Regions from separate parts of the Hordeum vulgare genome. Here all the other regions are linked to region 1. The links are chromatin contacts, called in public Hi-C maps. All regions are on one chromosome and are shown on one strand. The core of a region is the stretch at or near the end of the contact, and the rest is flanking DNA. Distances in the headings are between cores, read along the strand shown. Region 1 holds the start of LOC123427489 (protein CHROMATIN REMODELING 19). Region 2 has its middle 35 kb from the start of LOC123430656. Region 3 holds the start of LOC123427488 (protein indeterminate-domain 4, chloroplastic-like).

Region 1 (2,712 bases), core at 143-2,642:
AACGAGCATGCTCGGGTCCAAAAGTTCAGTTCCCAAAGAAATCACCTCCGCCGATGCCTTTACGATGCAACAGTAGAAGGAAATTGACCCCCACAAGCTGGTATGGCTTCAGCACCGGGTTGAAATCCAAGTCCTCGCTTGTGCATGCGGCATCCACATCTTCCTGTTCTCATATCACATTGCATCAAAAGACAAAAACTCGATCGTTGAAGACCTGTAAAGTGCATCAAAACTGATAACTGTACCTGAGTGACAATCCGGACGGTGGAGGCATCTGTCTCAGCATAACTTTCACAATTCCGTGCTGACGAACCATACAGCTCCTGCCTCAGATCAACCGAAATCCGCGAGCACCTGCGCAATGCCTTCCCCACCACATCCCCTTCCACCTCCTCGGACTTCACACGACTCTGCCCATTGTAATCCCCATCTTCATCATCCTCGTTCTCCAACTCCGACCAGTTCACCCCATCATCCTCTTCTTCATCTCCTAACTCCACCACACCAGCAGCCACGGAGCCATCACTGTCATCGTCGTCCTCGATCACGAATCGGCGACCAGTGGTGCGGCGCGGCCGTGATGAGCTCGGAGCAGGGTGGTCGGAATCGTCATCTGCGAGGTCAGAGTCATCGTCCGCGAGGTCAGAGTCCTCAAATGTGAGGTCTAGATCCTCCTCTTCATCGGAGAGGTCAATGGAGGCGGTTGCCAGCCGTCGACCAGTGGAAGGGCGTGGCCGTCTCCTCGAAGCGGGGAGGCCGAAATCCTCGTCTTCGGGGTCGAAGTCCTCGTCGGAGAGCGCCACCGGGATGGCGGCCTTGGGGGGTTTATTGTTGTGCCGGGAGGATTGGGTGGACGCCGTGGCCCGCCTAGGCGGGCTTTTGTGCTGGGGGCGCTTGAGCACGCGCGAGCTATTCTCGGCGCGGCGCGCCTTGGCGCCTTTCCCCAGGTCGAAGTCGTCGTCGTCGGAGAGGACGACGGTGGTGCCGTTGCTGGTGCCGACAGCGGAGGAAGGCTTGGGATCGTAGCGGAACGAATCGATGGGAGGGGGAGGCCGCCCGGCCGGCTGCTGGGGGCTCCGGTGGGGGCGCTTGAGGACCCGGGAGGGCTTGAAGTTGTGGTTCGACCACTCCTCGTCGGAGATCTCCTCGAAGTCCCGCCGCATCGGGGCTGCGGCGGCGGGGCTGCGGGTTCCTCTGGGGTCTAGGGTTTCGGGGGGGGAGGCGCGCGAGGCGGTCGGGCGGGCGCGGTGCTGCTCTCTAGTAGGCGAGGATCCGAGGCGGCGGCGGCGGCGGGGAGCGGGAGAATTGGGGGCGAAGACGAGGAGGCCGGGAAACTTTGGCGGCCCTAGAGAGTGGGGAGAAAGAAGGGAGCGGCGCCGAACAGAGCGCCAATTGCCTCCCAAGAGGAGGACGATTCGTAAAATTCTGCCGTTTTCAGGGGTGGTGTTTGTTTTTTCCAAAAAGTTTTGGAATATCTTTCCCTGGCGTGTATGAGTTGCGTACGTCACTGTGTTTGGGGGTCGTGGCAGAAGGCCGTGTTACGGTGAACCGATGGTTTTTTTTTCTTTTTTCTGATGATGATGAGGTTGGCGGTGTACCGATGATTCTGATCTTGCATTTGGGTTCACCTTTTTCTTGTGTGTGCATTTGGGTTTACCTTTGGGCCAAGTTTCGTGCCCATCATTTGCTTGGACGGATGAATAATCACCCAAGATGCTAGACTTACGGGGAATGAGTTACAGAGTTAACACAGTAATCCATCTTCCTCACTCATCTCTCTCGTGACATTTCAGGGTGGGTCTGTTTTATCATAATATAAGCAACCAAAACAGCCCGCCTCATCTCATCTCGTAAATCTCCTTTAAAGACGTATGATGGTGATTTTTACGAATCCGTCGAGAAGAAAAGATGACAGCCTCTTTCTCTATCTCCCCTTTCTCCCTTCACGGAACCACACTAGCGGTGACATATATCCATCCACCCACGGCACTCCCCGCCCATCCACCGCATCACTCTCTCCCACCCAAGAGCTTCGGATCCGGCGGCTGGCTACGATGTCACGGGTGGCATAGCTGGTGGCATTGCCGTCTCCTACGGTAAACCAACCGCCTCTTATCGACTCCAACTCGTCGGAGGCCTGCATGGAGATGAGGAGGGTGGTGCTGGACCGATTTCCCGACCGGAGCAAGTGGTTGAAGATCCACGTCGGAATCATCTAATACGCGACGTTCGCCAAGTCCGCTCGATTCATGGGGGACGACGAATGTATGGATGTGGAGCTCATCTTCTCGGCAATTCAGGAGACCGAGTCATTAGATCCGGCGCACGCGACGCGGTGGGTGTTTTACCGCACGATGAACCCTTCCCGCCTTAATATTCGGCCACCGCGGGTGGATGCCATGGCCAACTTCCCCCCAGGTGTGCTACTGTCGGGGGTGCTCCCCCCGCGTCGCAACGTTTGAGGTCGCCTCTCATTCCGATACAGGTGTGGCATCGAGACATTGAACACCCTCTGTGGCCTGGCGACGGAGGTATGTCCTCAATTCTTATTGCTCCTTGTTTTCGGGCGAGGTTAATTGATTTTCATGCTCGAAGACCCAATGTTTCCAATTTAGACGCACCTTGTATTACTTCGAATGATGATGGTGGAGGTTCTCCTCCTGGTTTTGGTGATATGGGCAAGGGAGCCACCGTTTCTACGGAATGTGGTAG
Region 2 (2,712 bases), core at 158-2,657, 320 kb after region 1:
TAACGTGATCCGCAACTTTGCCAGTGAGTCCGGTTCGAGGTTATGGAGGGAGAGTAATAGACGAAGTAGTCGAACATTCAAAGTAGATCGAACAGAGGGAAGTAGGGAGGATACTATCTTTATTTATGATTGATCTCTATTACAATGGTTGTTACTTATTTATTTATATAGGGTAGGAGGGTCAAGGAATAAGTATCCATTTAAGGTAATCTGTGAAACCGTACATGCTAAGAGGCACGCGCACCAATAGGTGGACCGGTTTCCTAACATGTGGATTAGGTGATCCCTTGGTCCACGAGGGGAAAAAGTCTATTTTGTACTCTGAATTTGTAAAGGTTCGGCAAAATGAACCTCCAACTCAAAATCGCCGTCGATTGCACCCTAAACTATGTAATTTCGATCAAAAAAGAATCTTGGGTTCATTTGGCAAACCGGGATTGTTCATTGAATCAGGATTGGGCTGCGCCTCGAAGGGCACGCGCGAAAATGGCTGGGCCAGCCTAGTCAAGTCCATCTCGTTCTCGGACTTCACAATATTTTGAAATGCCATATACTATTTTTATAATATTTAAATATATTTTAAAATGCCACCTATTATTTTTATAACATTTAAATATATTTTGAAATGTCACGTACTATTTTTATAACATTTAAATATATTTTGAAATGGCACGTACTATTTTTATAATATTTAAATATATTTTCAAATGGCACGTACTATTTTTATAATATTTAAATATCATTTAAAATGCCACGTACTATTTGTATAATATTTAAATATATTTTTAAATACCACATACTATTTTTATAATAGTTAAATATATTTTGAAATGCCACGTACTACTTTTGTAATATTAAATTTATTTTAAAATGCCACGTACTATTTTTATAATATTTAAATATATTTTAAAATACCACATACTATATGTGTAATATTTAAATATATTTTAAAATACCACATACTATTTTTATAATATTTAAATATATTTTCAAACGCCACGTACTATTTTTGTAATATTTAAATATATTTTGAAATTGCATGTACTATTTTTATAATATTTAAATATATTTTGAAATGCCCCGTATTATTTTTATAATATTTAAATATATTTTGAAATGTCACCTACTATTTTTATAATATTTAAATATATTTTGAAATGTCACATGGAAAATCAAAGGGGTCAGTATTAGATTAAAAAAAAAAGTTAGTAAGTAAGATTTCGTAGACTTATACGTAAGTCTAGCATTATTGCTACACACTCCCATAGCTAATTGCGCGCGTTTGAGCCGGCCAGCGTGCGCTAGCTGCGTACGTACGTACCCATGCACGGCGCACGGACGGCATTGGCCGAAGAGTCCCTGGCTGGGCCACACCCACACGCGCACCACTGGCGTTGGGCACGTCGGCGTACGTGCTCGTCTCGCCGCCAAGCGAAGTGATGCCAACCCGAGCCGTGCGTGTGCACCGTGTGTCGTGGATTCGTCCGAGTGCGCTGCGTCGCTGCCTCTCCATCTTTAGCTCCAACTGCTGCAGCTGCCCAATGTATGTTTTTTCTTTTTTCTTCTTTTTTCTTTTTTAATATTAATTTTCATTCTATTATATATATATATATATATTCATTTTTTGAAAAAGGACAGCCTTTTTAATTAACTTTTTTGCTTTTATTAACTTTTTTTGTTCATTTTTCTTGTTTTTTATTTTTTTAGATCATGCGGCGGCCTTTTTTAGCAGTCTAACAAAAAATTGGGTCGACCCAACGCGCTCCCTGGCCCATCAGCCAGCCGAATCTCGGTTGACATTTCTCACGTGAGCAGTCTGAGGGTTCGATTTAGACCGGGATCATATAGTTTAGGGTGCAAACGACAGGGATTTGGACTTGAGGGTTTGATTCACCGAACCTCTATGAATTCAGGGTTTAAAATGGATTTTTTCCTCCACGAGGATGGAGGGTACGACTCTGTTTGCTTTGTTGGTTCGGCAGTTATCATGGTCGATCGTGGTGTCACGCTATCGCATGCCTCAACCGCTTCCTCCGCTTTCATCACCTTGTGTAGCGAGATCACCTACGGAAGTAGTCCTTGACCTCCTCTGTAGCTTTTTATGAGATGTTGCCCTCCATGGCGGTATTCTGTTGTTCGCCGAGGCGTCCGTGGCTTGAAGGCCAATTTTTGGCCAATGGAGCTATAGCTTCTCTAGCATCATCATCTTCCCGTGAGGCTGGTTCGCTGTTGAGTTCCTCGTGGCGAGAGAACGATAGTAGATTATGTTGTGGCCTGCAATACGAGATGGTTTCATCAATGAAATAATCCTATGGTACATGGTCAATGTGGAAGTTGTCACAAACCATAGCAAAACTTTATGTCTCTGTGGAGGTGTTGACGGAGTTGCTGCTGATATGCAACCCTATAGTTCAGTAGTCCACATGGGAAAGAGATGATTTAGGCCCGACAGTAGTGTCGCTGAGATTAGGAAGCTACCCCGTGCCTCGCGTTGAATAGGTTGTACGCATAATCAGAGGTCGTTATGAGTGTTGGTGGTGAAGGTGACACCCTCGACGTAGATTGTGCGTACTAGGTGGGCCGGTGGGTTGATGTCGACCCAGCCCTCCCCATCAACAATAAACTTGAGGGAGTCAAAAGTTAGGTTCTTCCCCAGCAGAAGCTCGATGGAGGCGGAAGAAGATATGTTACAAAATCGAGAGCTGACGTGCC
Region 3 (2,712 bases), core at 80-2,579, 300 kb before region 1:
GAAGATACTAAAAACTGGAGAGAGAGAGAGAAAACCCAGTGTGCGCATGTGAGAGAAGATGCTTGCACTGTCAGGAACCAAACGATAAGACTCCAATCAGTCCAGACAAGACCTTGCAGTTAGCATGCATGACTGAAAATATTAACCAGGGTCCACGATTGGATTACCAGGTAGAGTCCTCTTCTTCTTGGCCGGTGGCGCCGCCGCCGGAGCGCCTTGGCTTGACGCCGCAGGCGCCGCGTTACCCGCGCCGGACAGTGCCACCGCTGCCAGCTGGTGCTGCTGGTGCTGCTGGTGCTGCTGCTGTGATATCAGCGGCTTCATCTGGTCTTGCTGGTCCCCATCCCTCATCCCGAAGAACGCCGCCGCAGCCGCTGCCGATGAATTCGATGCCATCGCCTCCCAACCTAGGTCCTCGCACCAACTCCGGATTGTTCAGGGATTGGCAGTGCTCCTTCTTCTTCCCCCTTCGCTGAAACAAGCAAAGATTTTCCATGTGAGACGTCGCAATTAAGAGAGTAAAAACTGACACTGCACAGCAAATACAAGCAAGCGACCATGGGAGGGAGAGAGAAAGAGATCTGGAAGACTCTTGTTCCCCGACGCCCGAGCTAGGTACAAATTAAGGAGGAGAACGACGACGAAAGAAGAGAACTGGGACTGGGAAGGAGCAGATGGAAAGGCCCCAAAATTCCCTGAGCGCGTGATGGCTAATACCTATCTCATATGTATGCGCTGCGTCCCCTTGGAACCGATCTGAAACAACAAACAAATCGACAAGGAGCCGAGAAAAACTCCAAGGCCTCGGCCGCTTAGGACCCTTCCGAGATTAACAAAAGAACAAAGTGGACAGGGAAATCCAAACAAACAAACAGTTGCACTCAAAACAAAGTAAAAAAAAAGAGAAGGCATACGAACAAAAGCTCGCAAACACCCACACCCACAGAACTCACATACATACAGATATTTAAAAATTCTGAAAGGAACACAACAAGGAGCTAGAGAGGAGGAAAAAAACATGGGATACCTCACTCCCTCCCTGCTAGCTTCTTCTTCTCCTGCCTTGCTGCTCCTTGTTGGCACTGAGGGGATAGAAGTGGAGGAGAGGGGACGGAGGAGAGGGCCGGGGAGGAGGCTAAGAGGGTTGTTGTCTCATTTCTTTCATCTCCCTGTCATACCTTTCTTTCTCTATATCTATCTATCTCTTCCCTTCCACGCTCTTATATGCCCCCCTCTTGCTCTCTATAAATTAATTGCTGAATTTTTGCCTCTGCTCTTTCCCAGGCGGATGCACACCATGGAAATATATAAAAGATGGGGATTATATATACAGGCCGGAGCAGGAGAAAGGGGGAGAGGAAAGGGAGAGGGGATGGGGGGAGCGGGCGGGCGGGGGCAAGCTCACGCAGCCCACCGGTGTCGTGGGGCGTCCGAGGGTTGGGCCCACCGACTGCTGCGTGGGGCTTGCCTCTCGCCATCTCACACGCGCGCGCAAGCCTTTTCTTTTCCCCTTGGGTTAAGTTTTGGTATTTTTAGGGGTTTATTATTATTTTTATTATTATTATGCGATTGCAGCCGTGCGCTTGTGTTTCGTGCCTTGCTAGCACGTTACAGATTAAAAGCATGGCTTTGGATCCCCCTGTTCACCTAACTTCTGTTAGACTGTTTTAACCTTTTTTTTTGTGCTAGTTTGCACGCATGTATTTGGCCAGGTTGTGCAACAAACATCACCCTGTTAATTTGTCATCATTTGTGCGTATCACATTCTCCATCTGAACGTTTATGAGTAATCCACAAACATATAAACGAGGAAGCCACAAACATATAAATGTGCACAGTTCAATCGTTAGATATTGAATGTAGGGGCAAGAGGAAACCTGGTATAAAAATGGTGTACCAACCATCCCGTATTTCCGATGAATTACAGCAAACCGGCATTTGAACTTTTTGTTGCGCTATCTGTGATACAAAAATCGAAGTACCGACCATCCCGTATTTCTGACGAATTACCTGTAAACTAAAAAAACTAATTCACTAAGAGCAAATAGTGGGTTTGAATAACTCTTACCTTTTTTATCCTCATATTCCACATATGAACGTTTATGATAAGGTAAGAGGCGACATGTTAAAAGGGTTCATTAATGTTACATTGGTATATAAAAAATGAAGACTGTTTCCCCACACACCAAAAAACCGTTGTGGCGACCATTATTGTAAACAAGAACACTATATTCTAGGAGCGAACACATCAACTCACCATCGATTGAGGAATGACCTTATGGAGAGCAACCGAGAAGGTAATTTTTGTGCCACACATCACCATGGAGGATCTCGAGGTTCATGTCCCACATGTGCCCCCCTCGCATCCTTTCGTATGCCTCTCCCCATGACGCCACCCCCGCCCATTCTTCTCAAACATATCGATATCGTTCCGTTGTTTCAATTCCGTTGATCGAGTGTGTCTCTCAGTGCTTCTCGGGGCTGAAGATGAGGTGGAAGCAACTTGGGAGGACCACCCAAGGGCGGTGGCGGGAAGGGATGTGGAGAAGCTAGACCAACTCTTCGAGTTCTACAATAGGTTCACCAACGTAAGCGAAATTCATCGGAGATCGATGAAGGTGGTGCTCAGAATAACGAAATAAAAGAGATATCCGATGGCGGGAGACGGTGCCTACACCATCAAGATCTTGTATCGGGCCATGAGGGAAGGAA

What was found. Hi-C and Micro-C count contacts between places; a contact is called where the count stands out from the background.
Region 2: a Hi-C map of leaf shows a contact between it and region 1, with 2.5 times the contacts expected there. The contact joins the enhancer-like site here to the promoter of LOC123427489 in region 1. A contact is called at or near these places in 2 of 6 Hi-C or Micro-C datasets (leaf and seedling) and 1 of 1 datasets of contacts at active chromatin or transcription factors (embryo).
Region 3: a Hi-C map of seedling shows a contact between it and region 1, with 2.8 times the contacts expected there. The contact joins the promoter of LOC123427488 here to the promoter of LOC123427489 in region 1. A contact is called at or near these places in 3 of 6 Hi-C or Micro-C datasets (leaf and seedling) and 1 of 1 datasets of contacts at active chromatin or transcription factors (embryo).

What each region holds. Positions count from the first base shown.
Region 1 is chr2H:588,641,899-588,644,610 of MorexV3_pseudomolecules_assembly, forward strand. It overlaps LOC123427489 (protein CHROMATIN REMODELING 19), which reads right to left and starts at 1,393. Exons shown (of 13, transcript XM_045111553.1): 1 at 246-1,393; 2 at 46-163. The coding sequence starts at 1,163.
Region 2 is chr2H:588,965,419-588,968,130 of MorexV3_pseudomolecules_assembly, forward strand. No RefSeq gene overlaps it. Among protein-coding and RNA genes, the nearest start is that of LOC123430656, 35 kb to the left of the region's middle. Within about 2 kb of position 1,408, at least 2 of the 3 cell types and tissues checked have open chromatin away from gene starts, as enhancers often do. A contact at or near this core is called in leaf and seedling, where this site is marked.
Region 3 is chr2H:588,338,826-588,341,537 of MorexV3_pseudomolecules_assembly, forward strand. LOC123427488 (protein indeterminate-domain 4, chloroplastic-like) reads right to left here and starts at 1,330. Exons shown (of 4, transcript XM_045111548.1): 1 at 1,028-1,330; 2 at 168-472. The coding sequence starts at 396.